Regions from separate parts of the Mus musculus genome. Here all the other regions are linked to region 3. The links are chromatin contacts, called in public HiChIP or PLAC-seq and promoter capture Hi-C maps. All regions are on one chromosome and are shown on one strand. The core of a region is the stretch at or near the end of the contact, and the rest is flanking DNA. Distances in the headings are between cores, read along the strand shown.

Evidence for each region. Promoter capture Hi-C pulls out the DNA fragments that hold promoters and counts their contacts. HiChIP or PLAC-seq counts read pairs in DNA pulled down with a chosen protein or histone mark. Capture Hi-C pulls out chosen DNA fragments and counts their contacts.
Region 1: a contact with region 3 is called in a promoter capture Hi-C map of embryonic stem cells, with 6 times the contacts expected there. The contact joins the promoter of Spic here to the promoter of Nt5dc3 in region 3. A contact is called at or near these places in 1 of 39 promoter capture datasets (embryonic stem cells) and 1 of 115 datasets of contacts at active chromatin or transcription factors (embryonic stem cells).
Region 2: a contact with region 3 is called in a promoter capture Hi-C map of pre-B cells, with 2.6 times the contacts expected there. The contact joins the promoter of Arl1 here to the promoter of Nt5dc3 in region 3. A contact is called at or near these places in 4 of 39 promoter capture datasets (the C10 cell line, liver and pre-B cells), 2 of 484 Hi-C or Micro-C datasets (muscle stem cells and uterus), 1 of 115 datasets of contacts at active chromatin or transcription factors (astrocytes) and 2 of 9 other capture datasets (adipose tissue and liver).
Region 4: a promoter capture Hi-C map of pre-B cells shows a contact between it and region 3, with 4 times the contacts expected there. The contact joins the enhancer-like site here to the promoter of Nt5dc3 in region 3. A contact is called at or near these places in 2 of 39 promoter capture datasets (hippocampal neurons and pre-B cells), 1 of 484 Hi-C or Micro-C datasets (B cells) and 2 of 115 datasets of contacts at active chromatin or transcription factors (embryonic stem cells and microglia).
Region 5: a promoter capture Hi-C map of pre-B cells shows a contact between it and region 3, with 7 times the contacts expected there. The contact joins the promoter of Chpt1 here to the promoter of Nt5dc3 in region 3. A contact is called at or near these places in 2 of 39 promoter capture datasets (liver and pre-B cells) and 1 of 115 datasets of contacts at active chromatin or transcription factors (astrocytes).
Region 6: a contact with region 3 is called in an H3K4me3 HiChIP or PLAC-seq map of embryonic forebrain, with 15 times the contacts expected there. The contact joins the promoter of Gnptab here to the promoter of Nt5dc3 in region 3. A contact is called at or near these places in 4 of 39 promoter capture datasets (the 3T3-L1 cell line, hippocampal neurons, liver and 1 more), 1 of 484 Hi-C or Micro-C datasets (CD4 T cells), 3 of 115 datasets of contacts at active chromatin or transcription factors (astrocytes, embryonic forebrain and extraembryonic endoderm stem cells) and 1 of 9 other capture datasets (adipose tissue).
Region 7: a contact with region 3 is called in a promoter capture Hi-C map of adipose tissue, with 2.9 times the contacts expected there. The contact joins the promoter of Tmem263 here to the promoter of Nt5dc3 in region 3. A contact is called at or near these places in 1 of 39 promoter capture datasets (pre-B cells) and 2 of 9 other capture datasets (adipose tissue and pancreatic islet).

The regions. Positions count from the first base shown.
Region 1 is chr10:88,681,461-88,685,134 of GRCm38.p6, reverse strand. Spic (Spi-C transcription factor (Spi-1/PU.1 related)) reads left to right here and starts at 2,112. Exons shown (of 6, transcript NM_011461.3): 1 at 2,112-2,160.
Region 2 is chr10:88,729,326-88,732,813 of GRCm38.p6, reverse strand. It overlaps Arl1 (ADP-ribosylation factor-like 1), which reads right to left and starts at 1,400. Exons shown (of 6, transcript NM_025859.3): 1 at 1,250-1,400. The coding sequence starts at 1,253. It overlaps Gm4925 (predicted gene 4925), which reads left to right and starts at 1,713. Exons shown (of 1, transcript NM_001037166.2): 1 at 1,713-3,273. The coding sequence starts at 2,098. The coding sequence ends at 2,496.
Region 3 is chr10:86,776,762-86,780,615 of GRCm38.p6, reverse strand. It overlaps Nt5dc3 (5'-nucleotidase domain containing 3), which reads right to left and starts at 1,611. Exons shown (of 14, transcript NM_175331.3): 1 at 1,305-1,611. The coding sequence starts at 1,506. It overlaps Ttc41 (tetratricopeptide repeat domain 41), which reads right to left. Exons shown (of 16, transcript NM_001003910.2): 16 at 3,773-3,854. The coding sequence ends at 3,795.
Region 4 is chr10:88,418,395-88,422,228 of GRCm38.p6, reverse strand. It overlaps Gnptab (N-acetylglucosamine-1-phosphate transferase, alpha and beta subunits), which reads right to left. Exons shown (of 21, transcript NM_001004164.3): 6 at 3,040-3,104; 7 at 2,669-2,803. Among named protein-coding and RNA genes, the nearest start is that of Sycp3, 39 kb to the left of the region's middle. Within about 2 kb of position 1,363, at least 107 of the 459 cell types and tissues checked have an H3K27ac peak or open chromatin away from gene starts, as enhancers often do. A contact at or near this core is called in B cells, microglia and pre-B cells, where this site is marked.
Region 5 is chr10:88,502,673-88,506,182 of GRCm38.p6, reverse strand. Chpt1 (choline phosphotransferase 1) reads left to right here and starts at 2,213. Exons shown (of 8, transcript NM_144807.3): 1 at 2,213-2,598. The coding sequence starts at 2,326.
Region 6 is chr10:88,377,100-88,380,812 of GRCm38.p6, reverse strand. It overlaps Gnptab (N-acetylglucosamine-1-phosphate transferase, alpha and beta subunits), which reads right to left and starts at 1,545. Exons shown (of 21, transcript NM_001004164.3): 1 at 1,278-1,545. The coding sequence starts at 1,394. It overlaps Gm40733 (predicted gene, 40733), which reads left to right and starts at 1,749. Exons shown (of 5, transcript NR_168608.1): 1 at 1,749-1,798.
Region 7 is chr10:85,100,567-85,104,402 of GRCm38.p6, reverse strand. It overlaps Tmem263 (transmembrane protein 263), which reads right to left and starts at 1,776. Exons shown (of 3, transcript NM_001013028.2): 1 at 1,406-1,776. It overlaps Fhl4 (four and a half LIM domains 4), which reads left to right and starts at 1,908. Exons shown (of 2, transcript NM_010214.4): 1 at 1,908-2,107.

The DNA of each region.
Region 1 (3,674 bases), core at 863-3,362, 1.9 Mb before region 3:
CCCACCCACAAGATTTACTGATTCTTTTGTTTACTTGCTTGTTTGGATGTCCCCCGGCCAAATGGGAAAGTGCTTAAAAGTAGGTCCAAGTCAAGTCTGTGTCAGTCAAACCAGAGGATGCCAGAGGAGTTTGTCCCCATCTTGCACTGGCGGACACAGTGTTGGACAGGTAAGTGAACTGGATGCATGGGAAGGGTGTGTACCTAACCTTAGAGCTAAGTAAGCTTTGCTGCTCTTCATCCATGCCTGCAGTATCTGAGAAACATCAGCTATCCAGAGAGTGGATCATTTAGGTGCCCTTCTGTGTAAAGCAATCTCAATGCCAAGGAAAGAGAATAGTCTAGATTTCTAGGTCTTTCTCCTTCTCCTTTTCTTGCTTCTCTTATCCTCCCCCCATCTCTCTCTCTATCACACACACAGACACACACTTTGTGTGTTTAGACCAGGAGATGCAGGGTGGGCTGGGCATCGCCATGTAGCTGTACAGATGGCAGATGGTTGTGATGGGCACACTGTGGCTGATGTCACACTGTGACTGATGGCATACTGGATGATGGCACACTGTGGATGATGGCGCACTGTGACTGATGGCACACTGGATGATGGCACACTGTGGGTGATGGCACACTGTGGATGATGGCACAGTGGATGATGGCACAGTGGATGATGGCACACTGTGGATGATGGCACAGTGGATGATGGCACACTGTGGATGATGGCACAGTGGATGATGGCACACTGTGGATGATGGCACACTGTGGATGATGGCACACTGGATGATGGCACACTGTGAATGATGGCACACTAGATGATGGCACACTGTGGATGATGGCACACTGTGGATGATGGCACACTGTGGATGATGGCACACTGCGGATGATGGCACACTGTGGATGATGGCACACTGTGGATGATGGCACACTGTGGATGATGGCACACTGGATGATGGCACACTGTGAATGATGGCACACTAGATGATGGCACACTGTGGATGATGGCACACTGCGGATGATGGCACACTGTGGATGATGGCACACTGTGTAGCTGATGAGCACACTATAGCTGAAGAGCTCACTGTAGCTGATGGTTGTGAGCCATCATATGGTTGATGGGAATTGAGCTCCAGCCCTGCTTGCTCCAGCCCAAAGATTTATTTATTATATGTAAATGCACTGTAGCTGTCACCAGAAAAGGATGTCAGATCTCATTATGGATGGTTGTGAGCCACCTTGTAGTTTGCTGGGACTTGAACTCAGGACCTTCGGTAGAGCAGTCAGTGCTCTTAACGGCTGGGCCATCTCTCCAGTCTGCAGCCAGTGTTCTTAACTTCTGAGTCATCTCCCCTTTTCTTTTCCTTTCTTTTCTTGAGTTGTAGCCCTTTCCTTCTTGTGATGTGATGTAGCCCAGGCTGTTCTTAAACGTACAGTGGTCCTCCCGCCTCTCCTGAGTAGTACGTAAGCCTGATACTGAGTGTGATACTACAATTAGTCTTTTGAAGGAGTCAGTTCTCTCTTCCACTCTGTAAGTTTGGGAGCTGAACGTAGCTCATCAGGTTTGAACGTAAGAGTCTTGACTTTGTCTCAGGTCTCCTTTAAACTCCCTCTTGAGTCAACTGTGAGAACTAAGCTTTAGGTTGGTCACACCAAATGCTGTCATGTGGGGGCTGGGGCTCTAAGTCTCAAAGGAAGGGTTACAATCAAGTGCTGGTTTATTGTGGGGAGCCTGATCTAAAGGGCTCGTAGGCAGGCTGTTGAGAAGAAGTCCATAGTCTAGAGTGTGAAGTCCAAAACTGGGAGAGATGATATAAGTGAGAAAAGAGGGGTGGCTAAGGTCAGAGGTTTCTGGATGGAGTTAGCAGCTCAGAGGAGTGAGTGGAGTGTTGGGGGGGGGGGGAGAATGTTGTGGGGACTGGGTGCTGAGCCTTGAGTTTGATTCTAATGCCCCAGAGAATGCTAACTATTACATGTCCTTTCAAAATAATAGCCCCTGGTGTCTTACTTGGTCACATCAAGAAGTAGAATTATGCAGGCACTGTGCCTTTTAAAAAAAATCCCCTTTGCAGCACTTCCTTAAAAAATAGCTATTTAATGCGACTCTGCCAGGGTGTTGTTGATAGCGTCCTTGACATTTCAGTACAGATATCGCCACTTGGTTTTCCTGGTAAGTGTTCAGTTTATGTCTTCCCTGAACCTTTGTATTAAGTGTTCCATTTTCTCCTTGGGATGAATGTTTCTTGGGCTATTGTTTTACTGTCTGTTCCGCTGCGAGAAATAGTAAGCCATTGATAAGCTAAAGCTGAATCATCAGTTGAAATACTGCTTGGAATGGAAAGGCAGGCTTGAGGCTGTAGAGGCTGTGGGTCTTTATAACACAAACTCTAATTAAACTGATTAAGCTCCTTTATTTACAGTTCATAGAAACCTTGTTTTCGGGAGCTAGTAAAAAGAGTTTGCTTCTATTCTCATACTCTAGGCGCTGTTAAAGAGTGAGTTCAAAATACAATAACCTTCAGCACTACAGGGTGAGGTCATAGTTTAAAAGTCATGAATGGCTTTTTAAAAAATACCTAACACTGATAGTATTCATTTGATGGGTGGGCTAGCGCACGACGACAATCTCAGCATTTGGGAGGCTGATACAAGAAGATTGGCAAGTTTAAGACCAGTTTGGACTACAGAATGAGTGTGTGATCTTAGACCAGGCTACACTGTCATTGTGTGAAAAGAGTAAAGAGATCACCCCCCACCCCACCCCCAAAAAAAGAACATAGCCTAAACTATAATTTATACATTTTCTTTTCTTTTTTTCTTTCTTTTTTTTTTTTTTTTTTCGAGACAGGGTTTCTCTCTATAGCCCTGGCTGTCCTGGAACTCACTCTGTAGATCAGGCTGGCCTCGAACTCAGAAATCCGCCTGCCTCTGCCTTCCAAGTGCTGGGATTAAAGGTGTGCGCCACCAACGCCTGGCTTCTTATGTTTTCTTTTAAGTGATCTAGTGCAAAGATGATGTATTGTCATCTCACTGTATTAATCAGTATTAAATGTTGAATATTAAGTAATACTAAAGAGTATCAGCTAGGATTACAGGGTAAGAACTTGAGCCTATGTTTAATGATGAAGTAATCTGTGTTAAAGTCCCACACTTTCTTATGTGGCTTTTCTTTGTTACACCATTCAGCAAGTCACATGAGGATGGAGAACTTAAGGTCATCTCTGACAACCGGTGTCTTAGAGAAAATACAAATCTCAAGAAGGGATAATAATAGCGTGAATCTTTCTTCCTTGAGAAAAAAAGAAAAAGTCACACACAGCCTCTAACTCACAGAAACCCAGTGTTTACTGGAACTCTACACCACCATGCCCCGTGTATAAAATAAGTCGTTGGAATTCTTAAATATGTTCCAGTTATTTCTGTGTCATCAATTACGCAGCGACAGTGATTAACATCAGCTGTCTTCACATTTAAGAAGTTAGAGGAGCCGAGTCAATGGCTCTGCAGGCAAATGTGCTTCTGCTGTGAACTTGAAGACCAGAGTTTAAATTTCCAGAACTCCCACTAGTTAGGTTTTTGCTGCCTGAGTACAAAGTCATCTGGGAAGAAGAAACTTAATTGAGGAAATGTCTCAATTAAGCTGGCTTATGGGTCAGCCTGTAGATCTTTTTATTAATTAATGAT
Region 2 (3,488 bases), core at 151-2,650, 2.0 Mb before region 3:
CACCCTGAGATGTAAAAGCATTTGTGGCACAAATACTTTGCCTTCAAAAGTCACTAAAGGGAGGAAAAAAAAAAAAAGATTCACAATAGAAAGTGAGAAAACGGAAACGTGGGGGATATGAAGAATATGCTCAACATATAATATACACGGATACACACACAATTTTAAAAATAAAAGGCAAGGCCTTTTGGCTAGTGGTCCAATAGGAGGCTAAACCAATAGCAGTGAGTCTGAGGCCACCTTTGGCTGCAGAGTGAGTTGCGTTCAAGACTTGACAACTTAGTGAGATCCTATCTCAAAGTTTTAAAAGGGCTGGGGCTATACAGCTCAGCAGAAGGGCGTTGCCTAGCATACTAAGGGTTGACTTCCAACAGCGCTCCCTTGTAGGCATACAAACGCACACGCACACGGAAAGGAGAGGAGAGGAGAGGAGAGGAGGAAGAAAGGAAGAGATATTACACTTTGCTATTTGAGGGGAATGGCAGAATTAAAGCTGCCCACTCTAGAAAAGCGAACACGGAGCAAGCTGTATACAGAAAGAATGGGTGTGACCTGACAAAGTCCTTTTGCCCGTTTAGACGTCTAGATTTGGAAAAACAACGCCGAAAGGTTACAGAGAACCGAACGGAACTATAATGCACCGGATCCACACACTTCTGAGAAAACTGAGTAAATACTGACAGAAACCGAAGATTTTGCAACTCCTAGAAGCTCCACCTGTACCGGAGCATCACCACCGTCGGGTGCGCTCGGACGTCTACCGTAGTTCCCTCACCTGGAGAAGTGCGAATCAGCGAAGCGACATGAACATCTCACTCCCTGTCCCACCGGACTTCACAATCCACCTAACTCCATCCACCATATCTACGGACAGCTAACTACAGCGGGCGAGCAGACAGGAGCAGCGCAAGGATCAACAAACAACACCGGTCCTCGGGTTTCTCAGAAGTGACGCAGTCCCAACACCCACCCCGATGCCACCAAGCTTCCACGAAGGATCAGACACCTCGGTGAACCTTCAGCTGCCTGGCTGCCAGGCACCCGACGCCCCGTTCCGCCTACCCAACCGAGATGGGGGATGCAGGATGAGGGGAAAAGGCCGGGCTGGGATCAGTCCGGACCCCGCGGGTGCAAAGGACCGAGCCGGGAGGCGGAATCTCCCTGCAGGTGAAGAGCCAAGGTAGCGAAGAGCTGCCCCGCGGCCCGGCCGGTCCCCTCGGTCGCCTGACGCCCTTCCCACGCTCCTCACCCATGATGAACCGCCGCCGCGCCCTCGCCGATCCTCAGAGACAGGCCGGGACTCGGCAGCGACTCCTAGTTGAGCCTGGGCGCCGCCACCTCCGCTACTCCCGGACTCCGGTTCCGAAGCGGACTCCTCCAAGCCTGGTCGGCCAGCAACTTCCACGTCGTCCACCCAGCGGGGGCGGGAGCCGGGGCGAAAGGCCACTGCGACTGCGCGCTGGACACGGAGGTCTGGGCGTCCGCGTCGGCGCTTTCGATGCAACTCCCAGGCGCTCTGAGCGTAGCAGAAATGAACGCCACAACTATAACAAAAAAAAATTTAAGACAAAAGTGTTTCCTGATTCCACTTTTCTGGACAATAAGGCCTTCTCAAATATTAAAATGAGACTTTTTCGTGTTAAATTCTGATATCATAAAGTGGCGAATCGGCCAACGGAAAATAAAAGCTCGATAAAGCGAAGGCACAGAATGCTGGCGCTGGTTGCAGCGTCCCGGTGGTTGCACATCTGCGGAGGCGGTCCACTTTCCTCTAAATGCATTCCCGCAGGAGGAGCCAGGGTTACGTAATAATAACGAGAAAGCTCACCCGCAGTCACTGCATACCACCAACACGGGGCACCCTCGTACCCGAGGTGTCTAATTTTTGATCTCTGGGTGGCCACCTGACCGACCACCCTTCCGCCTCCGCAGAACTGGGAACTTCTTGCCTCCTGCAACTTGAGTTGGAAGTTAGGTAGTTTTCGATAGTGAAAGGGTTTGGTGTTTCTTAAAATTCTTAGAAACGCGTCTTGCTTCTGCGCAGCCTCTCAGAGGCTCGAGGCGCGCTCCAGGTCGGATCCACCTGTAACCCACGCCATGGCTAAGGAAGGCACTGCTGCTGGAGTTGTCATGGACGTCAATACGGCTTTGCAAGAGGTGCTGAAGACCGCCCTGGTCCACGATGGCCTAGCGCGAGGAATTCACGAAGCTGCCAAAGCCTTAGGCAAGCGCCAAGCCCATCTCTGTGTGCTTGCATCCAATTGTGATAAACCTATGTACATCAAGTTGGTGGAAACCCTCTGTGCTGAGCACCAGATCAACCTAATTAAGGTTGATGACAACAAGAAGCTGGGGGAATGGGTAGGCCTCTGCAAAATTGATCGAAAGGGGAAACCTCGGAAAGTGATAGGTTGCAGCTGTGTGGTGGTTAAGGACTTTGGCCAAGAATCTCAGGCGAAAGATGTCATTGAAGAGTACTTCAAATGCAGAAAATGAACAAAAAAATTGGCTTATTTTCTGTTAAGTTTCTCAAAACAGAAAAGTACAATTATCTCAAGCTCTTGAGTTTTCGCCGGAAATAATAATAGCCCTTTTTTAGGAAGTTTTCTTCCACATGGAAACATTGCATTATTATGTTCTGGTTTATAATGAAAATGGTCATCTTTTTGGAAATTTACAAACTGCCTAAGATTTAGTCTAGCATTATTGGGGCTTTTTTTTTTTTTTTTCTCGAGACAGGGTTTCTCTGTGTAGCCCTGGCTGCCCTACAACTCACTTTGTAGACCAGGCTGGCCTCGAACTCAGAAATCCACCTGCCTCTGCCTCCCGAGTGCTGGGATTGAAGGCGTGCAACACCACCTCCCGGCCTGCATTACTAGGGTTTAATTGACAAAATATTATATGTATGTTGCACAGTGTGAGATAGATATATAGGTATATATAGATATATATACACACACACATACATACATATGCATGAGAGAGAAATGATTACCGTGAAAATAGGCAAACCCTCATATTCCCTTTTCCTGTAGGTTGAGTACACTGAAGATCTATTTGGCAATTATCAAATAGGCAGTGTATTGTTATTAAATATGGTCATCATGCTGTGACTATACATCTAAGGGACTTGTTCATCCTGTTGGAAAAGAATCTGTACCATCTTACTGATGTATCTGCATCCCTGCTCCATCCCCTGACAGTCACCATTGCGCTCTCGGCTTCGGAGTTGTCTCCATAGACTCTACTTATGAATTAAACCTTCCAACGCCCTCGTAGGTGGAAATGTGTGATTTTTGTACTAAGCTTATTTCATTTAGCAGGATGACTTCTACATTCATTTTATACGTGAGATTATTTCCTTTTTAAGGCTGGCTAGTTATTGTTAAGCATGTGCATTTGTACATTCGCATCATATTTTCCACATTAATAAGCTTATTCAGGTTGATTTTATACCTTCTTATGTAGATTTATTTTTTATAGTTCTT
Region 3 (3,854 bases), core at 362-2,861:
TGTCTTAAAAAAAACAAAAAACAAAAACAAAAAAAACCAAAACAAAACAAAACAAAAGAAAAGAAAAACAAAAGACAGGAGTAGTGAGTGGTTCGTGTCTATAACTCCAGCACTTGAAAGACTGAGGCAGGAGGATTGCTTCAAGTTTAAGGTTACCTTAAAACCCTGTCTCAAAAAGACCAAAAAGAAAGAGGAAACTAAGCAAGAGAGAAGAGCTGACAGGGCCCTGACAGGACACACGTTTGCCTGGAATGGTGGTTCCCGCCCGCCTGGAAGGATAGAACACACAGGAGACTCATGACTTTAAGGCCTGGAATACACAACCCATCTCAAAACACTTGCCTGGCCAAAACCAATAAGCCACTCTTTCAAAGAAGTCTCCATTGCTTACACCTCGGAATGTGTTGTGAAGATATTCCAGGTGGGTTTTGTTTCACTTGAACAGGCATGTGGCCAAAGATGCAAATGGAAATCCTACAAAAACGTTCCCTCACCAACCCCCTTCCTCATGTAGCACCCTCCCCAAACCACCCCCTCCCCAAATCCCAGTGTCCTCTGACAGCTTCAGTGTCTGTGCTTCACTGGCCCTTTACTCCAGGTTCCAAACGTTTGACTGCAAGAAGCACAAAGCAACACACAGGACAATGGATTCCCGACCCTGAGTCAAAATCAGTTTTTGCTTAGGCCCCTTGCTCGCCCTTCCCGTCTACATAATGGACATGACCCCCTCCTCCGGAGGCTATGGGCGATTCAGAGTCGACATCAATACCTGATACTATTATAATCTGGTTCCTCTTTCCATTCCTTCTCCGATTCCCTAACCGCCCAGCCAAGCTCTTTCTCAGTTCACCTGACCACAAGTATTCCTCTTCTCCTCGCAGAGGGCGGTGGATAACCAGACCACCCTCCCCTTTCAAACAGCACATTTTATCTACTCCACCCTGCAAAAGGGAGACCGGCTCATCCTCCTGACCCAGTCGCCTGCGCTGGAGCCTGTCTAGGACAGCGCGGCAGCAAGCTGGGCTGCTACTACCATTCCCAGGGTGAATGACACCTAACGGTGTTTGGGGGAATGTCTTCCTACCGACGCCCTTGGAACTCTCGCAGCGGCCCAGAGCACTTGCGATGTACACTCCAGATTTAACAATCCCCAGGTATGAAATAGCTTCCCCGGCGGGGGAAAGCCAAAAAAGAGTTGCGAAGTTTTAGAGTCGCCTTCCCCGCGGGGGCCGCGCGACAGAGGCAGGGTGCGGGGGACCCGAGGGGTCCTCGAGTGGGCGGCGCAAGCTGGGACACGCACTCACCGTCCGTGCTCCTCTTCGCCTCGTGGTAGCGCGCCCACAGGTAGCTTTTCATGTCCACGGCAGCCGGGGCAGCCGGGGCAGAGCACAGGCGCCGAGCGCAGCCCGAGCGCGGTCGTTCTCGAGCCACGGCCCCGCCGCAACTCCGCAGCCCTGCCGCCGCCCTCGCCCCGGCCCCGCGGGCCGCCGCTGCCACCGTGGCCATGCTGCCTCTAAGCTGCCAGTGGCACGGATGGCCAGCGTCGCGAGGCTCCGGGACGCACGCCGGCAGTTCCTACGTCTGAGCAAGTGCCGGCGCGGCCCAAGAACCACCCACGGTGGGGCGGAGCCGGGGGCGAGGCTGGGGAGGTGGGCGGGTTCTAGAGGGAAGCAGGAGGCGGGGTCAAGGATTAGGCTAGGAGCTGCGGGATGGGTGGGGCCTGAGCTGGGTCAGGGGCGGGGCCTGGTTGGAAAGAGGAATGCCCCGGCTGAGTAAAGAATAGGGTCTAGAGAGAGAATGAGTTGGACCATCTCGATTGCGTCAGAGGCAGAGTCAGGGACCGAACCTGGGGAGACAGAGCCGGGGGCCTAGGCCAGTTAGAGGCTGGGTCAGGTGTGGGCCTGTGGAAATGGAGTGGGACGGAGTCTGGGTTGAGTCAAAGGCGGAGTCAAGGGCGAGGCCTTAGAGAAAGCGGGTTGGGCGTGGCCGGAGCTGCCAGGGCTCAGCGCCCGGTCGGCTGCGGTCACTTCCTGACCCGCGAGGCAGGAGGGGGCGGAGGGTGGTTGAAGTCACACGGGCTAGGATGACTCATCTCCGACCCTATCGCTGCCAGCAAGACTCTGCTCTACCTTCCTCTTGCCTTCCGTGGCGGGCCCCAATTCTGATTGCACTGATGAGTGTACGCACTATCCATCTCTGATCCCAGTCTCTGGAATGCGACCCACTCCGTGTCAAAGGCTTCTGCAGGTATCTCCTGGATCTCAGGTGCCTCTCTGAGACTGCCCTGAGGCTGAGCTTGGGCCTATCCAAGAGTTGCCCTTTAAAGAGTTGCTGGGCCGAGATTACACTCGAGGTCTAAAGTCGTCTGCAAGATCCTGCCCCTGAAGACTCCCGATAAATGTAAATTTCCTTAACAGTGCAGGCCTCTGGAAAGCCGGGTTCCCACCTCCAGAGAGGTCCTCCGGACATGATTAGCAGTCTCCTGCCCACGCTGGCAGCACGCTTGGTACCTGTTCCACTCACTTGCTTAACTGCACTTATTCCATGCCGCTCCTGCGGGACTTTCTATCACCAATTCAAGACCTACCTGAGAAACACTGGGCCCCAAGAAATTCCCAAAGTATCCCATGGTGACCACTGAGTAGGGGGGGGCGGTTATAGTGGGAATGGCTAGAATAATGAGAGGACAGACAAGGCACAGTGTGAGACAACCCCAAGCATTAGCGACTCAAGTTGTGGGCTGGAAGAGTCAGATGTTTTTGTGGAAGGTGATGACACTGGAGCTAGTCCCTGACTGATAATGAAAACCATTAATAGAAAGCTGGCTGTATATTTTATCGCATACACTCTTCCCAGCTGTCTTAAAAGGAACGTACCGCGTCTCTCCTTTAAACACAATGAAACCGAGGCACAACAGAGGTGAGATTGCTTGCCTATCGTCACAGAGCTGAGTCCCCTCTTCTGTTGGGTGGTAGGGAGGACGGTAGCTAGAAAGTAATCCTTAACTGTTACAGGTTAATGTTTTATGGATCAGTGATAAAATTGGAGGACAATAAAATGTGCAAATCGATATGCTATCAAATCCATGGGCTCTGGTCATTAAAAGCTTCCTTTATGACTTGAGGACATTTCACTTCCTATCTTTTCTTATTTTTACTAATAAAAAGTTTTGGTGATAACAATCATCAATTTTACTTAGGTGAATTTTTAAGTCAAAATATACTATAGAATTTTTTTTTAAATTACGATTGGTAAGAGTGCTTCTATATATTCTCTTAGACTATAGGACCCTGTGGAATCACGATTGTTGTACTTACCATAGAAACGTGGATCACTTGAAACCCACCCTTTGTAACTAAAACCAGATACAGCGTTATAAGAGAGTAAGAAAACTGAATCCCCAGACCTGGATAGTGACCACTCCTGCAGAGTTAAAAGAAAATATCTGATGAAAGAATCCAAAATAGGTGCTAGGGACCTGGCGTAGTCTGTTAAGAGCTTGCGAGCACGCGCCAGCACTGCTATAAAAAAATGACAGCCAGTTCCTATGGCCTCAGCACAAAGAACGGAGAGACAGGAAGCCCCCTGGTGCTCACTGACTACTAGGCGAATAGAATCCCCGAGCTCCAGGTTTCAGTGAGATCTCAAAAAATAAGGGGGAAAGCACGAGAACACTGACATCGACCTCTGACCTACACACAAACACGTGTGTGCACACTTGTACCACACACACACATACGCCTTTCAAGAGAAATGAGTAAAAACTCAAAGTACAAAACAGCCCAAAATTATTTTTATTCCTTATTGGGGTCATCTGAGGTCTTCAGCAATTTTGATTCAATCTGAGATCTTCT
Region 4 (3,834 bases), core at 114-2,613, 1.6 Mb before region 3:
TTTTTATTTTGTGGTGTGGGAGTCTGTGCGTGTGCATGCGTGTGCATGTGGTGCATATGTGTGTGCATGTGTGTGAGGATGTATGAACACAAGAGCATGCATGTGAGAATCAGAGGGTAACTTGCAACCTTGCCTTGCCCATCTCCCCAGCCATCCCTAAGGAAGCCTGTGGCCTTTAGGAACTCCCCAGACACACTACCTACTTCCCAGCCCTCAACATTTTTTTCCAGGCTATTCTCAGAGCACTCCCTTCTCAACCCAGGAACAGTGGCTCTGTTGAGGACCCAGCTAAGGTGCAAAGCCCATTTAACTCCTACCTTGACTAAAACCCAGGCGTCCTTGGGCACTGCTATAGTGGAAGTGTTCATGTCCCAAGGAAATGTCTTAATTCCCTCTGTTCTCTCTCACATACTCCCTGGCATGCAGGAGGTATTTGATAAAAACCATCTAGAAAGACTGGGAACCGATGACAGGAACCACCCTTCTCAGAAGGTGTATAACAGAACCAGAAGGGGAAGAATGGAAGGGCCGGAGGCTGGGAAGTGGCTGCATAAAAGTATAGGGACCTGAGTTCTGGTCACCAGAACCCGTGTACGAGCCGAGCAGGCCTGTAAGCTCAGCGCTTGGTTGGGGAAAGGGAGACAGATTCCCTAGAGCTCATTGGTCAGGCAACCTGGCCAACCGCTGAGGCTGAGGCCAAACATTCCATAAGAGACTCCGGCTCATCAGGGGGAGAGTAACGAAGGAGGACACCTGACATCAACCTCTGGCCTCCCCATGCACCTACTCCTGTACACACATATACACACACTCTTGGGAGCAAGGGTTGCCCGCACTTTCCCCTAACAGACGCAGACTGGAAAAACTGAACTCAAATGCGCCCTCATCGGTTCCTACTGGGTCTCCATTTCTCCAAACTCAAGTCACCGCTACACCTTACACCCAGCTGCACACACCACACAGCAGCAGCTGGCAGAGCCTACCGCTGTTCAGAACTGTTATCTATGTCAGTACACACTGGTCACCAACAGGCATGTCAGGTGTTGACAGCACACAAGTGGGCCAACACAGCAGGATGTGAAAATATCCACACACAATTAAGACAAAATAAATTCCTAATTGCTTTTAAATTTTTGATTAATGTGGACTTACAGAAACAGAATCGGGAACACCATTCTTCCCACATAACGGGGATGAGTCGGCAATGGAAAGGACCGATGTAATTTATCGGTCATTCTGATGTTAGCGACTCAGCCAAAGCCAAATAAAGTTTGACTGAAACGAAAGCTAATCTGTCTATAGTTTCAACTGCTCAAATCAGTACTGAAAGTACCTCAGGGGAAGGAGGAAATGCGGCATCTATTTTAGGATAACTGAAGATTAACCACAAATACAACCCAAATACGGCTTCGTGCTATTCCGGTCCATACAAGTACTGCATGCTAACTGATTGCACTTCTGGAACTGTTTCTATGTCAGACGAAGAAAGGCTACAGGGGACAGCTGGGCACAGTGGCGAGTTCCTGGAGCACCAAGAAGAAGCAGAGGCAGGAAGGTTACAAAGTTTGAGGACAGTCTAGTCTACATAGCAAGTTGCCGGCCAGTCAGGATTACAGAGTGAGACCGCCCCAAACAAAAATGAGGATGAAGAAAAGAGGAGGAGGAAGAGGAGGAAGGGGAAACAAACTAAGGGACAAAGCTAGCTAGCTATGGGGAAGAAGGGAACCGAGAAAAAAACGACATCATTCACACAGCGGTTTTCTCACCGTAACACAAAGCACCTTAACCCATCGAAGCCAGGGAAGGAGGAAAAAGTTACAGGGATCTCTGGGTGGATGGAATGACTAATGCAAGAACTGAGAAAGAACTCGCTACTCCCTTTCCGCCACCCCCCACCTTCTCCAGCCCCTCACAAATTTTGTTAAATGGTAAAAACATGAGAGAGCCAGATTTCAACCATTCCAGAGGCAAGGACTGTACGCCTGCTCCTCTAAGACAAAAGAGGCTGTGTTCACCCCCACCCTCCACCCCCTAATGTGCTACAACAACGTGACGTAAGGTCATCAAGAAAACACCCACACGGCTGTCCCAGGCAGATGATTCAGAGAATAAGAAATGTTCGGGAAAAGGTCACCAGCCAACCAAAGTTGATCCTTAGAGAAAGAATGGTCAGGGCTGATGGCTAAGAAATACACTTATATCTTAAACACATTGGTGGCTGGATTTGCTATTAATCAGAATTTCATATTTTCAAACTTTATACATATCTACAACCCCTTATGAATGAAAGCTTTCATAGATGTGCATGTTAGAGTTCTAACTACTTCTACGACTTTCCCCAACACACCCACACATAGACATGTATCACAGACACACACATACAGAGACACACAAAAACACACACAACACACACAGAGTAAGAAAAATGTGAGTGATAAATTATAAAAATAGTAATTTCAGAGCTTAGTTTGAAGGTGCGAATCTGTAATACCAGCACTTGAGATGCTGAGGCAGGAGGATTGCTGGAAGCAGTGGGGGAGGCTCTTCCGCACAGATCTACTTCTGACAGCACACTGAGATGGGGCAGTTGCTCTTTGCCCTTTATGACTGTTGGCTAAACTTGCATGAAATAAGAGGTGCCATGCGGGTGGCTCCTTTTCTGTCTTACCAGCTTTATTTTAGAGGAAAGCTTTTCTGGCAGCTTTGTCTTCAGTTGACTCGTCTCCTTGAAGGTCGGTGGGAATCCACTCAGGAACGCCAAGCCTTGCATCAGCACTAAGCCAGGGGCTTCTTTGTCTGTTGTCTAGAACAAAGAGAAGATTCCACTCACCGTCCGTATCACGGAGCTGGGGGAAACTTACAGCGGAGAAGCTGGTGTGCTTCTGGCACAGGACTGCAGTCCCAGCATGCCTGAGGTGGAGGCGGGAAGACTGCAAGTTCAAGGCCAGCTGGGACTACACAGCAAGACCCGAGGTCTCTGTCACTCATACTTTTATTCTGGCCCAGTGCAAAAGAACAACTAGAGTTCAGAGGACATACCAAGTAGGCTCTCCAAACCATCTGTTTGCTGCCTCCCTTAAACGGTCCAGCATGGGCGTCTTCAACTACAATGAACAACACAAGAAGCATACATTTAATAAATAGATAAATGCTCATCTAGACTCTCTGGTAGAGCGCTATTCAGAACATCTTGGGAGCTAGTAATTAGCATAATACATGGGTTCAAGAAAGTAGTTAGGAAGCTAAAAGCCATCACGTTCAACAAAGGAGGCACACTGGAAAGCAGGGTACAAGTAAACATTAAACTCTATATTGCCAAGAGATGTATGCAGGCCACAGAAACCTGGAGTGCTCTGTAGAAACAGGCTAAGCTGCAAGGAAGAAGTGATGAGGGGGTGATAGGAAAATCTCAGATCTAAGCAAACCTGCATGAGAAGAGAAAACATGGTCAGACTACAGCATGACCTCTGGGATCGCCACTACTAGCAAGTAAGAGTGGCTGCACTTGAACAGGCAGAGGTATTTCCACAAGAGCAAGCAGCCCACACTCCTTTAAGAAATGGCTTTTCCACAATAAACGTCTTAGATTCATCAGGTGGAGCAGGGCTGGGCTGGTGGGCACTCAACTGCAGGAGAAGTATGAAAAAGAATGAACAGGGGACCCATCAAAGGTGCTGCTGACATCCAGGATGGATGGAGACAGAGGAATCACAGGGTGGGGGCTCTGATTCGGATGAGGGACAAATGAGGCAGGTCCTACAAACTGCAGCCTGGGGAGATGGACAGCCACCCTGGACGAGAGCCTCAAACATAACCTAGAAACAGAGCCGGGCC
Region 5 (3,510 bases), core at 964-3,463, 1.7 Mb before region 3:
CGCCATGCTTCCTTCCACATGCAGGACAAATTCAATTCATAAACTGGACTTGATGGGTTACAAAAACCAATAATAATAAAGAGGATATGAAGACAGGGAGGTTAGGAGATAGGGGTGGGAGGAATTAGGGAGAGGAACAGGGATTAATATGATCAAAGTATATTGTATGAGATTTTCAAGGAATTAATAAAATAGTATCTTTTTTAAATGGTGTATAAAAATATCAGAACACATGCATGGCTCTCTAACATCCACTCCCTCACTTTTCAACAGTAGTAGAAATTAGTCGACCAGCCATTGGCCAGATAAGGGCTTCATTTAGCTCTCCTTGCAAATAGGTGTCACACTCACATGACAGGGTTCTGTCAGAAATGAGGAATGAAACTTTGGATCACAGCCTCAAAGCCAGGAAGTTCAGCCCCCCTGCCTCCCCCTCCTCCTAGTTGTTTGGGAATTGTGGTCACCTGTTTTGGGTCAGGACAAGAACAATACCCTGAAGGCAGCAGACAAGGAAATGGAAGAAACCAGTGTCTCTCACACACTGAGGGTTTGCAGCAGCTCTCAATGATCTACCCAGACACGATGCTTGGGCAAAACGAACTTCTGTCTCATTCAAGCCTTGTACTTGACCTAGAAGTAGCCTAAAGCAATCGTCGATACCTTCTGAGCATGCTGTATGCCCCTTTACAACAGCATGGCATTGGAAGAGGTCAAGTGTAATTGCTTGTAATCAGAGCTACTTAGGAGGCAGAGGCAATTAGTTCAAGGACAGTCTAGGCTGCGTAGCAGGATTCTGTCTCAAAATCAAAGCAAACAAAGGACTGAAGATAAAGCTTAGCAGGGCCCAGCAAGGTGCTTAGTTCAAAGTCCAGGAGCAAGATAAAGTACTAGGAATCTATAATGTAAGTGTTACCAATCCCCTGCCCCCCCCCCCCCCCCCCGCCTCTGACTGGAAAGTGCTGGGATAAAGGCCTGCAGTACCATCACCCAGCTATTTTATTTTATTTTATTTTATTTTATTTTATTTTATTTTATTTTATTTTTGGTAAGAGGCCAGGTAATGAATATTCAAGACTTTGTAAGTCATCTTGTGCTATACAACTCCTCACCTCTGTGGGAAGAAACACAGCTATAGTCACAGAACTGAGATTTAAATTATATCAATTCTAACATCATAAACTTTATTCTTTGTTTTTTTTCCCAGTAATTAAAAAATGTAAGACGCATACTTCTGTAGTGTGCTGTGAGAATGAGATGGAAGGCCTGTCTTTTGAGCCAAAAGTTGCTAACCGTTCCTCAAAATAGGTGAGGAAGAGTGTATCCCATGACCTCTGTTGCTTAATCCAAGAAAGCAGAAAGTAGTTTCCAGCTTGTCTGATGTGTTAGAAAGGTGCATACAGATCAGACCCACTACGTCTAGATCAAGTGGGCAGCCTATGTCTGGTTAGGCAATAGAACATGCTTATGACAGCCCCCAGTCCAAATGGGTGCATTGTGAAGTAAGGAGCTGGTGACCTTCCATTATGTGGCAATCGGCCTTCTCCACTGAAGAAACTGTGAAACTGGCTAAGAATTTTCTCTGCTCCAAGGAAGGAGTGTCAAGTGGTCTGAAAAAACAGGCATTTGAGTTTCAAACATTCAGTTTCCCTTTGACGACAATATTTCTAAGATCTGGGGGTTTTGTTTGTTTGTTTTAAAACCTTGCCGTCTGATCCCGCAGTGAGGGGTAACTAAGTTAATATGCGGAGGGGCCTTTGTATATTCCCATGGTGCTTGAGTACTTTCTGATCAGTACATACATGGTGACCACTCCAGGTTTCAGTAGGCGACATTTTCTTGACTAATAAGAGGCCGGGGCATAGACACACAAGTCAGAGTTGTTCCTACCACTCAGTAGAAAAAAACCAGCTCAACCAGGATCCAGGCTAGCCAAGCGTCGTCACGGAAACCTGAGCAAAGGCTGGAGAGGAGGGCGAACCCTTGAGCCCCAATAGAAAAGTCACAGCGGCAGGGCCAGAGCTGCCCTCGACCTGAGTCTGAAAGCGCAGGCTGCTTGACCCCTCCCGGGGCGTCCAGAGCCAAGCTCACTGAGGCCCCGCCCCGGTCCCGCCCCCAGCCTCGCCACCGCCCGCGAGCTCGCTGAGGCCCCACCCCCCCGTGGCCCGGCCTTGCCCCGCCCCCGAGGCCCGGCCCCGCCCCCGCGGCCCGCTGCTAAGTGAGTCCCACCGGCGGAGCTGGCCCGGGCGCTGTGCCCTCGCTCGGCTCTCTCCGCCCCCCGCGCGGGCCGCGGGCTGCGCCGGGTCGCGGCGGGCCCCGCAGGCAGCCATGGCGGCGGGCGCCGGGGCCAGGCCGGCGCCGCGCTGGGTAAAGGCGCTAGGTGAGCCGCTCAGTGCCGCGCAGCTGCGGCGGCTGGAGGAGCACCGCTACACCGCGGTGGGAGAGTCGCTGTTCGAGCCGCCGCTGCAGCTTTACTGGACCTGGCTGCTCCAATGGATCCCGCTCTGGATGGCCCCCAACACCATCACCCTCATCGGCCTCGCCATCAACCTGGTCACCACACTAGTGCTCATCTTCTACTGCCCTACAGTCACGGAGGAGGTAGGGCTGGCCGCCCGATGGTACTGTTCCCTGGAGCCCCCCTTGGGCCTCCTTCGGAGACGGCTCCACTATAGGCGTCAGTGGAGCGGGGAGACCCTGCGTAGCGGAGCATCCTCTAGGTCTCCCTCTAGGAGGGAGGTGCGGACGCGACCAGATTGCTGTCCCCTGGCAGTATTCATTTTCAGCCTCCCCGGGGCTCCTAGAGACTGTCGCACCACTACCCCAATCCTGTGACCATTCTGAGCTTCTCTGGGGGGCAGGGGCGCTGTCAAGGTCACTTACTGCCCCAGCCCTGTCTGCCAATCTCATCCCTGGGGCCATGGGACCACCAGCCCATATTTCGCACACTGGAGATTAAATACCTACATCTCCATGCTAGCAGGACTTGTGGATGGGTTAGGTAAGGCCAAGTGCCCTTTAGCACTTTATAATTCTGTTTCTCAAAGGTGGTGCCTAGCGATCCTGAAATTACTGGTAGCACTGATCGAAGATAAGTTATTTCTGGATAAGATAAGAAACTTCCTCGTTGCTTCCTTGGCTTTTTCATGAAAAACAAACAGGATGTAGGTGACAGTCTTTACAATTATCTAGACTTTGAGATTATAAATACCAACATATTTTATTAGTTGTAATTATATCCAACCTAAGTCTAAAGTAAGAATATTAACATGGGCTTTAGACAGTGGTGGTCAGAAGTGGTTCATTGGGCTGAGTATAGAGAGCATAAAAACAAGGGAGAGTGTCTTGAAACACTATATAGGATAACATTGCAGATTCCATGGCATTACTTTCTTTACGCTCCCTCTGTAATTACGTGTAAATATAGATCGTGCACAAACTCGAGAGTCGAGGTTGGATACCAGGAATACAATAGAAATAGCTCATGTTCTGCATCCATGCAAACACTTCTTT
Region 6 (3,713 bases), core at 296-2,795, 1.6 Mb before region 3:
TTACAGTCCGGTGTAGGTGCTGAGCGCACACATACGTATTGTGCCGTTTTATAAGAGCATTCTGTTAATTATAAAACCCTTTTAACCTCTTACTAAAATATAAGCAAATAAATAAAACAGGGAGACCATTCCAAACTCTTTGAAAGCGCATGTTTTCTTCCTGTCTCCAGGGGCAGTGTTCTGTTGAATGGCACACTTGTGCCCATTCATTTCTGACCTGCTCATACCCCTTTGCACACTTAAGATGGCGAAGACTGTACTAGACTACCCAAGAATCAAATAACTGAAATTTAAACTGAAGAGTAATGGCAGTCCCCAGAACGTTCAAGGTATGTCTCCAAAGGAGCATAAAATTCATTTAACCTGGCTGCTCACACCTCCCAAACCGGTTGTCTGTGCTCTTTGAAGAGTTTACAGTCTAATCAAACTGCTTCACTGCACATCAATTAAACGCAGTTCTCAGTCCAAGAAGGACCAGCGACTTGATCTAAAAAGTATTAGCATAGCCCATGACGCAAGGGTGGGTCTGTGCTGGCTCTCAAGAGGTCCGGGGCTGGAGTCCAAGATCCGCAGGCAGTCCTAGTCACCTGACAAGGGCCCTACTCTGAGATAAGCACTTGGTGCTTCCCATCAGCGTGTGCATTCTCACTAGTAAGGCCTCCAACCCGCTGGCATGCAGCTGTACAAAACAGCAGAGCCATTATGAAAAAGGAAAAAAGTTAATTTAAAAAAATCTCCCTTTCACTCTGCAAAATTCACATGCAAAACGGCGCAAAATTCACATGCAAAACGGCGCAAAATTCACATGCAAAGCCGCGCATGCCTCTAAGACAAAGTCTGCGATCCAGAAGAAACAGAAGATAAGGTGTTTTGTCAACGGTGAAGGACTAGTAGGGTGGCACCGCAGGACTGGATCCTACGGAGAGCCAGGGAATGAAGGATCACTACAGAAAAATACAAACCCTAGGAGAGAGTTTCACCAGCGCAAGGCCTTAGAGCCAAAATCAAATGGCCAGAGGACTCTTGGGGACACCCTGCAGAAGGAAGGGGATCCATGCGCACGCTGAAGCACGCGAGGCCCGGACGTCCAGTCCAGCTGCTGCAGGCGAGCCGGGGAGAGGATGCACGCTCAGCGCCTGGGACTAGTGGGCCGTGTGCTGGTCCCCAGGCTGCAGGGAAGATGGGGAGGCAGAAGGGAGATTCGGGGTGCCGGCACCGCGGGGCTCAATCGGGGAATGCTGCGCACGCGGCTCCGGGGCTCGGGCTCCGCTACTCACCTCTCCGAACTGGAAAGCCGAGACGATGGTGACAACGACGCCCACGAAGCAGACGTAGAGCCCATACCTGTGGGATAGGCAGGTATAGGTCTGTCTCTGCAGGAGCTTAAGCAGCATCACCCCGGCCCCGCCACCCCACGCCAGGAGGAGCCCGCGCCGCGCCACCGCCTCAGCGAGCCGCCATTCAGGGGCCCCCGGACGCGCCGCCGCGCTTAGCTCACAGCCCCCGGCTGCCGCACATTGTCGCTCCGGCGACCGACGGCCCGCTGGGCTCCACGCCGCGGCCGCCGCTTCCGGGAGCCCGGAGCCCACGCCCTCGGCGCGGCGGAGGCGGACCCAGGGCCCGCAAGGCGCCCGGCGCCACCCGGGGTTGGCCTCGGAGAGGCGGCGGCGAGTCGCCAGCGCCACCTAGAGGGCGGAGGGGCAAGGGCAGGCGCGCGCCCTCCCATCTGCGCGTGCGCCGTGGGCCCTGCCCTTTGGGCCCTCTGCCTTCTGCACGGTGGGACCCACCCAACCAACAGGTAAGCGACCCGGGCTGTCCCCTGCAGTGTGCCAATGGGCAATCCTGATGAACCAAAAAAACACAGCTCCTGCCTCAAGTTTATCTTCGAAAGAAAATTTGAAAGATCGTGGCTAGGGAATGCATATTCGGCTTGTCCCAAATGACATAATCTACTCTAGACGTTCGTACACGAGGTTTAATTGGTTTTGGAAAAACAAAAGTCACTAATCGGGCATTTATCAAAAAAAATTTTTTGAGGTCACAGGTAGGCTGATTGTGGCAAAGCAGGGAAAACTAACGGATTTAGTTACTATCTGAAGCCTTAGCTTTTGATAGGTAATCAATCTGCTTATAAGTTTGTGTATGCAGGGGAACTCGCACGCGTGCGCGTGTGTGTGAGTGCGTGTGCGTGTGCGTGTGTGTGTGTGTGTGTGTGTGTGTGTGTGTGTGTGAGTGTATGGTGAGGGTCACTTGTTTCTGTCCTTCCATGCTGCGGGTTCAAGGAACTGAAGTCAGGCTTGGCATCACCTTAACCTGCTGAGCCATTTCAGAAACCCTTTCAAATACAACTGGGTAGTATAGCTATTGAATTGGCATTGTTAATTATAAAAAATTTTAAAAAGGAACTGGAGTGTTATAGAGAACTAACTAAGTTTTCGGGTCAAATTCACTTGGAGAATTGTTTGGGCCTACCTGGGTCTTTTTGTGTGGGGGTGGGGTGGGAGTGGGGAATTACCCTCATTACACGGCATACTCTCAAATGCAGTGTCTACCACAGTGCATACCTGTTGAGCACTTGGGACGTTGAGGCAAGAAGGTTATGAGTTCAAAGCCAACCTGGTCTTGGTAGTGAGACCTTGTCAATAAACAAAAGAAAATTAAAATGAAACCCCTCACTTTCCTACTTTGTTTCATTCGTCTAGTCCTCAACTTATCCTCTTTCTTCTGAAGCTTTCGTTGGTTTTGTTGGTTGGTTTGGGAATTATTAGGTTTTGTTTTGCTTGGTGGGGGGAGGGTGGGAAGGGGAGGGGACAGGAGTGGGGGAAGCTGGGACAGAACGGTGTGGAGGATTTTGAAACAGTGTCTCAAGAAGCCCCGGCTGGGTTCTAACTCCCAATGTAGCCAGGCAAGCCTTGAACTCTTCCCTCCCTCCCTTCCACCTGGGATTACAGGGCGGCACTACCCACCTCTTTTATCAGGCGTTCCAGTTGAATGCTTTGTGCCCTTTATCTTTGTAATCTCCATTAGTCTTATTCTTGGTTTGTCCTGATGTTCTTGACTGTGTTTCTCAAACTTGATACTTAGTTTATTCCCTCCTCCCCCCAGTATGTTTTCTAGTGCCAAGTTGACAGAACCCTGGGCCTGCTGCCTTTTTTCTTTTTTGGTTTTTTGAGACAGGATTTCTCTGTATAGCCCTGGAACTCACTCTGTAGACCAGGCTAGCCTCGAACTCAGAAATTCGCCTGCCTCTGCCTCCCAAGTGCTGGGATTAAAGGCATGTACCATCACGCCCGGCTGCTGCCTTGTTTCTTATAAACCTCAAAAGTTCAGATTTCCCACTAAGCACCGATTTTTATTGCCTCCCATTGAGATGCTTCTCACTGAGAGTGGAGGGAGGTGTTGAAGCTTCAGGTGTCAGGTTGGGGGCACCCTGTGTCTGTGTCTCCAACGGGAAGGATGGGGAAAGAGGTCAGCAAACCACGCCAAGATGGCAAGGACGTACTAAGACTGTTTTCTGGGGCTGGAGAGATGGCTCAGTGGTTAAGAGCACTGACCTCTCTACCAGAGGTTCTGAATTCAATTCCCAACAACCACATGGAAATTCACAACCATCTTTAATGGGATCTGATACACTCTTCTGGTGTGTGTCTGAAGACAGCTATAGTGTACTCATATAAATAAAATAAATAAATCAGAGAGAGAGAGAGAGAGAG
Region 7 (3,836 bases), core at 527-3,026, 1.7 Mb after region 3:
TTGTGCCACATCTTGTTGAGACAATGAGTGAACATAAAGACCGTACTCTTAATTGTATGTCATCTGGTCCAGTAGCATCAGAATGTAGGAAAAGGGTAAAGACTCAAGGACGGAAACGGGAAAGTCAAGATTTTCCCCGAATATAAACATATATATATCAAACACTTTTGAATTTATATGTTAAAATCAATTAAACTTTTCGAATGATGTTTTCATTGAACTTTTTTCGAATGATGCTTTCATTGAACTTAGTTTCTGGTATAAGTGCTGCTATACAAAAAAAAATGAAAGTGAAAAATGAAAGCAGATGTGTATTAAGCGTTGCTAAAGCAAGAATGGAAACATACTTACCTGTTAGTGTGATAGCCCTTGAGCGGCAACAACTAGAAGTTTTAAGCACTAACCAATAGCAGATACAAATACCCACAATGTTTCCTTTTGGATTAGTAGCGTTCACAAGATACAAAAGACACAATCAAGTAAGATTTCGCTTCCTAGTCTAGGTGTTTCTAACTCTTCCCAGCAGCCCTAGCTCCCCCTCATTGATCCACCTTTAGGCACAAGCAAGTCTTTTTTTTTTTCCCCTGAGCAGAGCAGTGACGTGGCAGGAGAGGCAGAAAATGACCCTAGAGGCTGGTGCTGGCTTGGACACCTCCTTCCTCCGCCCCTTCGTTGTCCATCCAGCACACCCTAGTTCCTGCGGAATTCCAATATAAGACGGGCTTAAGAGAGACGATCCAACTTGATCCCGAGTGGCAGCTCCGGGGCTAGACTAGATGCTGCTTGTGCATGGCAGGCTCGGTTTTGGATTGAGCTTGGGGTCGGCAGTGACTGCACTGGCGGCTGCTCCAGGACTCCTTCCCCCCTGCTCCCCAGTCACTCCTTGACACTGCCAGCGCCCCTCTTCATTCCCACACCTGCGGGCTTAGAACAGGCGTGGGAGTGGAGTTCCCGATTTAGGAAGAGCAGCGGGAATCTCCGCTTGGAGCCAAGCCCTGTGTACTTGAACCCACCGGGACCGTTTATCAACAGGTCAGAAGTTAAGTGGGGCAAGGAAGCTGGGCTCCTCCTCGGATGCCCCATCTCCTCCTCCGCACCAGCCTGACACTCAAGGCAAGAGGTCAGACCCAGGCTTCCAGAGCGACTCCCTTCAACTGCAGACACCGCGTCCACAAACTCGTGGACCCACTGGGGTAACCCCATACCTCCGTACGCCCCCCAACGACTCCCGCCCATCCCCCTCCCGTTCAGTGTCCCCCCGCAAAGGGCCAGGCTGGAGCGGCCAGGCCCCGGGGTCGTGCAGGTGAGGTGCAGATGAGGCTAACGGGAAAGGGCCCGGAGTGCGGCCACTCAGGCCGACGACACCCTCCCGCCCCCGCCCCAGCCATGGGACACACTCACTCACCGCGGGGTCGAGGCCGGGAGCTGCGGCCGGGCGGAGGGAGCGGTGGCACGGAGAACAGCAGAAGCGGCCGGGGCAGCAGAGGCCCTGATGCGGCCCGGGAGTGGCTTACGCGACCTAGATGCTCTTCTCCGGCTCAGAAGTCGGAAGACTCTCGGTGCGAGGTCGGTGCGAGGCGGCGGCGGCGGCAGCGGCGGCTTCTGGCTGCGGACGTGGCGCCTGACGCGACCCGCCCCCTCCGCAGCCTCCGGAGCTCCCGCCTCCTCCCGCGCCTCGGGTTCCGACGCGCACGCGCACTCGCGCCCCCGGCCCTCCGCCCCCCCACCTCCCGCGCCCACCGGTCGCTCGGCGCGCGCAGCCCTCCCAGCAGCCCCCGGCCAGCCTGCGCGCGCGCCTCATCCGGAGGGTCTCCCCGCCCCCTCCGCCCCGGCCACCCAATCAGAGCAGGCGAGGGGGCGCTGCCCCGGCGAGGCGCGCGCCTCCGGCCTCGCCCGAGTCTTCGGCCACTCTCCGGGCTCGAGGGAACTAACGGTTATGGGGGTTTAGAACTTCTCCCCTGAGGAGGGCGGCATGCTCGCCGGTGTCTCCCTCTCCTTCGCCCAGGGGCTTCAACCTTTAGCTGCTGCCCTAAGGGAGTGACGGGCAGGGCCTCTGTCAGTCGCTCTCCCCAGGGCGCTCTGCGAGCCTGTGTCACCGAGTGATAGGGTGAGGCGAGGCCTTGCTAATTTGTGTGGGGTTTTTGTTGTTGTTGTTGGTCCACCTGGAGTCCTTGAGCGTAAACATGTCAGGTTCGCCCTCATCACACAGCGGATGCCCAAGGCCTTTCAGGGGGCCTTGAATTTTGGTAGCGAAAGAAGGTTGGTTCATCGATGTGAGAATTGAACTGGAGAGGGAGGAAAACTGTCACTTCCTAACTAGGGCTTCGTCAGGGCCCCTCCACGTTCTTGCCAGCCTTGGGGGGAGGGGGGATCCCTGGTGGGGTCCTGTAAAGTATTGAGCAGCCTAAGAAGATGCTGTCTGGGAAGTCCTCTGGGTTCAGCGTTGCCTCTGCTTCAGATGGGAAACAGGACAGTGAGCTTCCAAGGGGGCTTGTGATAGCTGCCTAGGAAGGCTGTGAGGAGGAAGCAGAGACGTGACGAAATGGCTACCTGACTAGATAATTGCTATTAGCTTTTCCTTGACTCTCAACATCTTTAAGATAAAAATGACAATAAGTCCACCCTACACTTTTGGGAAAGATAAGAAGAGAGACTGTGGGTGTAAGGGGGCTTTACTGAGAAATTATACCAAAACGTGAGATTTTTTTTCTTTTCACGACCTAGTTATCAAGTGGAAACATACACAGGACAGGGGACCTCAATTTTTAAATGAAAGTAATCAGCGTGGTGTAACTGGATAGCAAGTGTTTATCAAGTCTCAGAAAAGGGATGCTAACAGCAACAACAAAAAATCCTGAGAGGGAGCTAACCTTGGTTCAGTTCTTAAATAGAATGAACTAGAGCTTAACCGTTATCAAATCGATGAATTAAGTCCATTCAGATCACTGTGCTGAAATTATGATAATCTTGTTTTACAGAACTAAAAGAGAATGATGATTAGGAGAGTTTGAACTGTGGTATTAACTGAGTACCAATCTTTTATTGTCATAGACTCCTGAATTCTTAATAGGATTTTAATAGGTGATTTCAAGATTGAACCCTGGGCAAAATTACAATGCAGAACTTTATAACTTTCTTTCCAAATTGACTTACAGTTTTGCTAGTAATTAAGGCTATAATTCAAAGCAGTGGTATATTCTGTTTCATAAACCAATGAAGGTACCAGGGAGCTTTTGGCTCCTTCTGAACCTACAAGTACAGGTAGTCCAGTATTTCTTATAGATCTGACCCCAGTCAGTTCTTGCTGTCTCAGTTTCCTTACCTATAATAATGGAGAGAGGGCCCAGTGGTTAAGAGCACTCACTGCTCTTGCAAAGGTCCTGAGTTCAGTTCCCCACACCCACATGTCAGCTCACAGCTATCTGATGCCATCTTCTTTTTAAAAAGAACAACATCCCATTCAGTTCTAAGCCACTCTTGTCTATATGAGAATCTTAATTGAATTGTTTCTATCCTGATGCTATCTTGATTTCAGATAGCTTGGTGTAACCAGAAGGAACCTCAATGAAATCAGGCCCTATTTATTTTATAGGCTGACCTCCATTGTAGTTCTTGATTCTAATACTGTAATATCTTTATTTCTATATAATGTCTTTAAATGTCTTCAAATAATGAGTTCTTAATGCAGTAACTTAAGGCAAAACTTTCTTATACTACATTATAAATAGCTGAGATTATGACTCAGTTTAGAGTACTTGCCTAGCATGCCCCAAACTGTACCTCCATCACCTAAAACAAAAGTTAATTCTAGTTTAAGTGCCTCAGTTTTTCTCTAG